3 separate regions of the Sus scrofa genome follow, and all the other regions are linked to region 1. A link is a contact called in public HiChIP or PLAC-seq and promoter capture Hi-C data. All regions are on one chromosome and are shown on one strand. Each heading gives the region's core, a stretch centred on a gene start, on an enhancer-like site or on the middle of the called end of the contact. The rest is flanking DNA. Distances are from core to core; before and after follow the strand shown.

Region 1 (2,654 bases), core at 43-2,542:
TTTTTTTTTTTCTTTCCTCCCTCCCTCTTTTTCTTTCTTTTCTGTTTCTTTTTGCTTCAAAGAAACAAAGAAAGGTCCTGGGAGGTGGTCCCTGAATAAGTCTCTACTAGGACTTACAGGTGCAGGGAGCCCCAGGTGCTACCAGTCAGCCCAAATGACTGCAGCCTCTATCCTTTCAATGAGGAATGGTTATCAGCATAAAGCCAATTAACCACCTCAACTTTCTTTCTGGTACTGATCGCTTCTAAAATTTCAGCATAAAATCCCAACTCCTTACCACAGGTACAAAGCCTGACAGGATTTGCTCCTGCCTGTCACCTACACTGCATCTCAAGCCACCCTGCCCTCCTGCCACTGCTCCAGCGACACTGGCCAAGGCCTGCTTCTGAGCACCTGAAATGGGACTAGTCTGAACTCAAATGTACTGGTAATATAAGATATATACTGGACTTTGAAGACTTAGTACGAATAAAAAAATGCAAATACATCATCAATGATTTTATATTGATTACAGGTTGCAATGACAATATTGAGCACATGGTGAATTACTGTTAAGATTAATTTAGCTGGTTCCTTTTACCTTTTTTTGCGGCTTTTCCAACATTTAAAATAACATTCATGGAGTTCCCATTGTGGCTCAGCGGTTAAGGAACCCGACCAGTATCCATGAGGACACAGTTCCATCCCTGGCCTCACAAAGTGGGTTAAGGATCCGGCATTGCCATGAGCTATGGTGTAGGTCACCGATGCGGCTTGAATCCCAAGCTACTGTGGCCATGGTGAAGGCCAGCAGCTACAGCTCTGATTCAACCCCTACCCCTAGCCTGGGAACCTCCATATGCAGCGGGTGCGGCCCTAGAAAAACAAATAAAATAAATATATAAAATAATATTCCTTGTTTGCACTAGATTCCTACCAAACAGCGCGTCTCTATCACATTTTACCCCCTTTTGTTTCTTTTTTGGTACTTACACTATCTGGACTTAACAGTGTCCATGTTACCTGTTTTGTGTCTTTCTCACGCAACTAGTCTGTCTCATTCACACCTGACTGCCAGGCATTTAGAAAAGAGCATGAAGCATACTAAGTACTCAATAAATATTTCTGAAATTAATGACCTTACTCTTCCTCAGCTGGAGACGGTGAGCTCTGTCCTCCCTCAGAACACGAGGTCTCAAGTCCTTCGGGCTACACCCGCAGCTCAGCGGTGACCGTGTGCCCGTAACACTGCGAAGAAGGGTGGGTAGAAAGTCACGCTTGATAAAAGCTCCTTCGGCGCCGGAAAAACTAGTTGCACGATGCCTCGGGAGTCGGGAGTTCAGCGCGCAAACACGCCTTTCTCACAAAGCTTTCTCATGGAGCCCCGCCCCTCAGCCAATCACTATGCACTTCGCCCTCCAGCCACATGGTGGCGTCTCGCGGGGGCGCGGCGGTCGATGGTACAGTCCATTCTCCCCCCCTCGCGCAGTGGGTCCTTCCAGTCATAGAAAAGCATTGTGGGAAGAGTGCGCAGCCTTTCCACCTTCGGCGTTGCGTCCGGATGTTCTGTCCGGGAGTTTCGAGGATGGCTGCAGCCTTCGGACGCGTGGCCACATGGCCTCTGACCGCCGGGGCCCCGGGCAGGAGCGCGCGGCCGCCTTGAGTCTGGTGAGGCCCGCGCCGCAGCAGTTCCAGGGCCGAGAGTCCCCGGCCCTAAATGCGTGGAGGGCAGCGGCCAGTTCTAGCTCCCGCCACGTTGTCGATGGGACCTCAGGAGGCCCCGAAGTGGCCCCCTGCCAGGGCTCTCTCGCCAGGAGCTGGAGCGATGGCTTGGGGGGCGTTTGAGTTTCATAGACTGTATGTCAAAGAAATTTTAATGGAAGCGGAGATTTCTTGGCTCTGAAAGGAAAAGGCCACGCCGTGTAACTGCACCTATGTCTGCCTGCCAGTGTGAAATCGGGTCAGCGCGGAAGTGCCGTTTAAGGTTTAGATCTTCATAACTTTCAGGATGCAGAACTTGGATTTTAAGATGCGGAAATTAGTGTCACCAGCTTTGGAGGTGAGTTGCTTCGAAGTTTGACGATATTAAAAGACTTAGGCTTTTGTTTCTGAGTCGTAAAGGAGAATGTGGAGCTGCGATTAGTTCCCCTCAGCTCTAATCAACAGAACAAATCATCGCAGTTGCTTTGGGGTCTGGAACTTTGGGCCACACAGCATTGCTTCCGCGGTTTTCTTGCAGCCTTTGTGTTGCCCATTCACTTTTGGCAACTAGTGAATGTGGTGTCAAAAAAGGCAAAAATCAAACACTTTTGCAGCCTTTTACTGCCTTTGTATTTGATATCTTCGGTGTAGGAGCTGCTTAAGTAACAGTTAGCTCATGTTACTTGCATAAGTGATTTTGATTCTGCCAGTGTTAGGTGTTTCTCTTAACCGGTTTTAATTTTTGTTCAGCTGAAAGATGGACGCTTGAAGCATAGACTCGCTAGCTTAATCCATGACTATGAGGAAGCAGAAAGATGACCTAAGGTAAGTTGATACTTCAGAATGAGAAACTTTCTAGGTTGGGGTGCCTTCTCTAGTAGGTATTAGTTAATAATTGTTCATTATTTGTTTGGCAGTATTAGTACTGCTATATCTGTAAGCAGTTGTTTACTGCAGATGGGATGGCCTCTTCC
Region 2 (2,654 bases), core at 103-2,602, 600 kb after region 1:
CCCCGTCCCTACCCAAAAGCCTCAACCAAGGTTGTTAGGTTGAATTTATTGGCACATCTATATGAGGAATACTGATTACACTTGAAAAAAGTACGGTCAATTCCTGAAGGCCTTTCATCATCTCTGCAATTTTCTGTGTACCACTTTATCCTCTAGTTTAACTCGCTTTTCCGCAAGCATCCACATTTTAAAACTTTGTATTCACTTGTTTTATAATCATTAGTGTGGTAACAATATTGCCACTCGCCCTCCCCTTCTCTTTGAACTCCTACAATATTTTAACAATAGTGTAGAGTTAAACAGGCATTACAGCATGGAATGCCACTCAAAAACATCGGCCCCATTGAGTCCCTATGTATAAACCAGGAACTATAACCACTTTTAATATTGGTCTTTTTGTCTCAAATTACTTACATGGCTCTGAAAAAACAACCCCACTGTAAACTACTGCATGTGTGTATTAAACCTAAGACTGCCTTGTTCATTTCACACCTTGTCTATATATCACATTTTTCTATATATCGTATTTATGGTAACATAAAATGTTGATTTTCTTAAAGTATGTGAATTTTCTTGTGATGCAACTAAAGTATGAAAGTGAAGTCCTGAACCATCTATTTCAAAGTCTGGATTCATTTCATCCCTACATGTTTGGTTTGGCCAGGCATGAAGATTTTTTTACAGGACTCTTGTTCACTTTAGAAAGAAGTAAAACATTTATATCTGGTACTAAGGCACTAGTACAAGGATGATTGAGAGGCAGGAATTGAGAGGATGGAGAAAAGTCAGGAGCTTACAGTCAGACCAGCTGGGCATCTATGCTCAGCCATCATTAGTACGATGATAATGGGCAAATTACCCATCACTGAGACTCAAGCTTTTGGGAAGACTTGTTTATTTTGTTTTTTTTTTTTCATCCGTAAAAGGGAAAATACCTATTTTGCCTTGCCCCCTTTTTGTTGGTTTTTGTTTTTAATAAGCAGCCGCTAAGAAAATAGGAATGAATGTGTGTTTAGTTTAGGAACAGAATCCTCAAATAGTGCTTTGCAATTAACCTAAAATATATAAAAATAGTGAATTTTAGGGTAGAAGTTTTGAAAGGTGTATAGTCACAGTGCAAGTAATTTAGCCAGTTCCACACCATAAAAATGCTTTTTTGCCAAGTTGAAAGCAAGCTGCAGGGCCCAAAAGCGGTTAAAAATTTGCTTACTCTAACAACCTGCTCGGAATTCACAGATTACTGTGGCGTAGGGCCCTACTCCAAGTGGGAGAGAGTTTAGCACAAAACTCAGCGTAGAATTGAATTCAGATAAGAGCATGAACGTGGAATCCAAGTTTAGCTGTCGCGCATGCGCCCCAAAGGCCGGCTTTGAGAAAGGAAGGAGTTGGTCGCGTTCTCAGGTCGTCTCGCGAGAATTGGAGATTGCATCGCCACGTCAGAAACTAGCAATCTTGGCGCCTAGGGACAGGTGCTGGAACAGACCGACTGTGAAAAGCCGCGGTCGCGTAGGCGTTTTCGGTGGGCTGGACTTCCGCCGGAAACGGGGTGGCCTGGAACCTCTCCTAGTGGAGATTCCGCTGTTTTTTTTTCCTCTTCTGGTCGTGTCTTGGCACTGTCTGGGCCTGAGTGAAGATGGCTTGCGCCGCCGCACGGTCCCCGGCCGACCAGGACAGGTGGGTCCGGAGAGAGGAAGAGGCCCGAGGCAAGCTCGCCGGTGCTGCAGCGCCTTCAGCAGCCGCGAGAAAGGCCGGGGGAGCTCGGCCCGAACCCCAGGCCTCGCCTCCCTCAGGCCAGCTGCGCCAGCCTGTTCGCAGGGCCCCTAGTTTCCGACTTTACGTAGCTCACTATTTACCTGTACGTGAGACAAAGGGCTCTGGATGCTACGTCAACATTACGTTAAGTAGTCACAAAATGAAAAAATCTCTTGTAATTGTTAGTACGTTCGGAAAGGCTTATTTGGTTTCTTTCGAGTCCTTTATACCTGTGACACCGTACGTTCTGTGTAAGAAAGCGGGCTCCCACCCTCGGGAATTTTTGACAGGCATTTGTACCCAACTCAACAGCGACTTTGTATCTCACTGAGCAGTATTTTTTGTTTAAATGTTATCTAGCAAGTGATTTTTTTTAAACATCTAAAGTAATAAGTTAATGGTTACTTTTAAGTAGTGGGGAGACAATTTAAAGAAAAAAGTAAATAATAGTATATGTGTACCGGTAGTCCTAATGATGACGAATGAATGAATTTTTGAAAATATTGCTCTAGTGATGCCAGCTGGGTTTTTCCTGTGGCAGGTTCATTTGTATCTATCCTGCATATTTAAATAACAAGAAGACCATTGCGGAGGGGAGGCGAATTCCCATAAGTAAGGTAAGCAGGCTGGAATCTTTGGACTTGAGGGTCTGGGGAGGTTGTCCTGTTAGAGACACAAAGTTTTCTTTCACTTGTTGGCCTGAGGAGAACAGCAAGCAAGAATTGGGGTGTTTTCCTTAATGGCAAAACCAGGAGTTCCATTGTGGCGGGGCAGGTTAAGGATCCCACATTGCCCTACTTCTGGTGGAATCACAGCTGCAGCTCTGATGGGTATGACACAAATCAAAAAAGAAAAGAATGGTGAAACCAGAAGGGTACAGATTCGAAGTTCCTGTGGTGGCT
Region 3 (2,654 bases), core at 97-2,596, 520 kb after region 1:
ATCTCCATTTTACAAATGGTGAAATGAATTCAAATGAAGGGGCAAGGGCAAAACCATGACTGTGACTGAAATTAAGACCCATATCTCCAAATACAAGGCTAGTGCTCATTCTTTTCACCTAAGACTTTGAAAGTGATCCCTGCCTCCCAGGACTCCCTTTTCTCCTCAGGTGACAGTGGGTTGCACCAGGTTTATCCCTGACTCTACCCGTTGGAGAACAGATGACACCTGAGTCCCTTAATTCCCCTTGTTAGGGGCCTTCCAGTTGCTGAACTCCAGTATTGTCATGACTAGCCAGTGTTATAACTTGTCTGTCATATTTTATGTACTGAATTTTTAGTATAGAAACATTTTTGTAGTGTCCAGATCTTTAAGTATTGCTTGAGTACTAACTTTGTTGTACTTTTTTAGCTCTTAAAGATAGGTAGAATTTCATTTATTCCAAGGTGAGTTTGGCATTAAACTAAAAAGAGAATCTAGGTTTTTGGAACTTGGCTGGTCTTAATTCCTAGCAGGGACCCCTTAGTACTGGGATCTCTCCTATGTCTTTCTCTTCTCCCCTCTTCTTTTACAGTCGTGTTAATTAATTTCCATGCTCTGCTTCACTTCTCTTTGACAGTCTCTGCTACTAAAATCATCCATTTTCTTTAAATGTCTTTCAGCCTCATTCTGAGCACAGTGGGTCCCAAGACACATATGTCATAGCATGGCCTATTATATTCATTCTTGCAGATAAATTAATAGAATTTTATATTACTAATTATTATCATCTTTCCGTCCTGAAGATCTCCCTTGTGTCTGTTTTGTTAAATGACTGCCTTTTTAATGAGGGTTTCTTAGATCTTCATACTTCCCCATGAATGATGTTTAAGACTAGCCTTTTATCAAGTGAAAAGTGATAGAATGCAATATTCATTACCCCATTCTGGCTATAAAATTATGTGACTACTGGACCAAACCCAGAAATAAATGAACATTACCAATGTAAATAAATCTCTTATCAGTGGTTATATTTCCTAAGTTTTTTCTGTAAGGTCATTTAAAATATCTTTAAAACCTTGAAAACAATTCTGACCTGATAGGAATCTCTTCCACCTGGGAAAAAGGCAAATATCTTCAAACACTTCTATTTTATTCCTGTTTGTCTTCAGTTAAGACCCTTGTGTCTTATCCTCTTAGAAAGATGCTGCTACTTGCACGATACTGTTTTGAGACTGAAATGACCACATTAACACAGTTCTTATTAAATGTCTCCAGGGTTTTATTTCTTTATCCCTTTCTTTGTGAACAAGCAGCCACTTTATTTTTTAGTAGTGAATTTTCAAAATCCTTTTTAACCTTATAGGTCCAAGTGTAGCCAAGGATGGCTGCAGCTTCATATGATCAGTTGTTAAAGCAAGTTGAGGCACTGAAGATGGAGAACTCAAATCTTCGACAAGAGCTAGAAGATAATTCCAATCATCTTACAAAACTGGAAACTGAGGCATCTAATATGAAGGTATCAAGACTGTGACTTTTAATTGCAGTTTATCCATTTTTATTTAGTATTCCTTCCTATAAACTTGGGGTTAGGCAGTTTACTCACTTAAAAGTGTTATTTTTAAGTTAAGCAGTAATTTGTAAACTCTTTCTTGCAAAAGTTAACACTTACATTTTTAACCACAATGTTTTGAGTTCATCTAGCTAATCTTATAAGGAAAATGATTGTAAAACTCCAGTGACTAGTCACTTAGTTCTTAGTTTTGTTTTGTTTTGTTGGTTGTGCCCATGGCATGTGGAAGTTCCTGGGCCAGGTATCCAACCCATGCTGCAGTTGTGGCCGGCGCCACAGCTGAGGCAGCACCAGATCCTTAATCCACTGTGCCACAAGGGAACTTGCAGTTCCTCATTATTTTTAAGATTAAAAATAAGAGACCAACTTTACCATCACTGTACTGAGGCTGGGTGTTCTTTATAGTCCATAGAAACTAGGCTCACAACTTTAGAATATGTCCTAAGTACTAAAAATAGCCATCCTCCCCAACTCAGATCTTGTCCTCACTTAAGTGTTTCAATGATGGATGATCCAAGAAAGCAAGGTGCCCTAGTGGGAAGAGTCCTGAATTAAAAATCAGTACCTGGAGTTCCCATTGTTGCTAAGCAGGTTCTGGATGTTGTCTCTCTGAGAGTATGGGTTCAATCCCTGGCCTTGCTCAGTGGGTTAAGGATCCAGTATTGATGTAAGCTGTGGCATAGGTCACAGATGCAGCTTGGATCTGGTGTTGCTATGGCGGTGGCATAAGCTGCAGATGCAGCTCCAATTCAGCCCCTAGCCCAGGAACTTTCATATGCTGCAGGTGTGGCCATTAAAAAAAAAAAAAAGAAAGAAAGAAGAGAAAGTACCTGGTTGGTCCTGCTCCTGGTTTTGCCATAGTGAAGTTTTACCCAAACCTTAGGTACCCTGCTAGACTTAAGTTGCCTTTTTGGAAAATACAGTCATTGCACTAAAGCAGATGATGTTCATGTCACCTTCAGGCTCTGAAATTGGTTTGCCAAATAGCATAGAAAAGCTGTGATAACCTCCAAGAAAGTTAGAAAATACTCAGCCTGTATTTGGGAAAAAATATGTTGCAATTTCAAAATAATTGAGGTTAAAACTTCAGCTGTTTTAATTT

What was found. Promoter capture Hi-C pulls out the DNA fragments that hold promoters and counts their contacts. HiChIP or PLAC-seq counts read pairs in DNA pulled down with a chosen protein or histone mark.
Region 2: a contact with region 1 is called in a promoter capture Hi-C map of liver, with 4 times the contacts expected there. The contact joins the promoter of SRP19 here to the promoter of NREP in region 1. A contact is called at or near these places in 1 of 5 promoter capture datasets (liver) and 1 of 2 datasets of contacts at active chromatin or transcription factors (alveolar macrophages).
Region 3: an H3K27ac HiChIP or PLAC-seq map of skeletal muscle shows a contact between it and region 1, with 5 times the contacts expected there. The contact joins the promoter of APC here to the promoter of NREP in region 1. A contact is called at or near these places in 5 of 47 Hi-C or Micro-C datasets (embryonic fibroblasts, epiblast stem cells, liver and 2 more) and 1 of 2 datasets of contacts at active chromatin or transcription factors (skeletal muscle).

The regions. Positions count from the first base shown.
Region 1 is chr2:117,504,489-117,507,142 of Sscrofa11.1, reverse strand. It overlaps NREP (neuronal regeneration-related protein), which reads right to left and starts at 1,292. Exons shown (of 7, transcript XM_021084633.1): 1 at 1,124-1,292. It overlaps LOC100518827, which reads left to right. Exons shown (of 4, transcript XM_013995035.2): 2 at 1,164-2,038; 3 at 2,431-2,505. The coding sequence ends at 1,824.
Region 2 is chr2:116,900,199-116,902,852 of Sscrofa11.1, reverse strand. SRP19 (signal recognition particle 19 kDa protein) reads left to right here and starts at 1,352. Exons shown (of 5, transcript XM_003480890.4): 1 at 1,352-1,674; 2 at 2,294-2,369. The coding sequence starts at 1,634.
Region 3 is chr2:116,983,995-116,986,648 of Sscrofa11.1, reverse strand. It overlaps APC (APC, WNT signaling pathway regulator), which reads left to right and starts at 1,346. Exons shown (of 16, transcript NM_001206430.1): 1 at 1,346-1,498. The coding sequence starts at 1,364.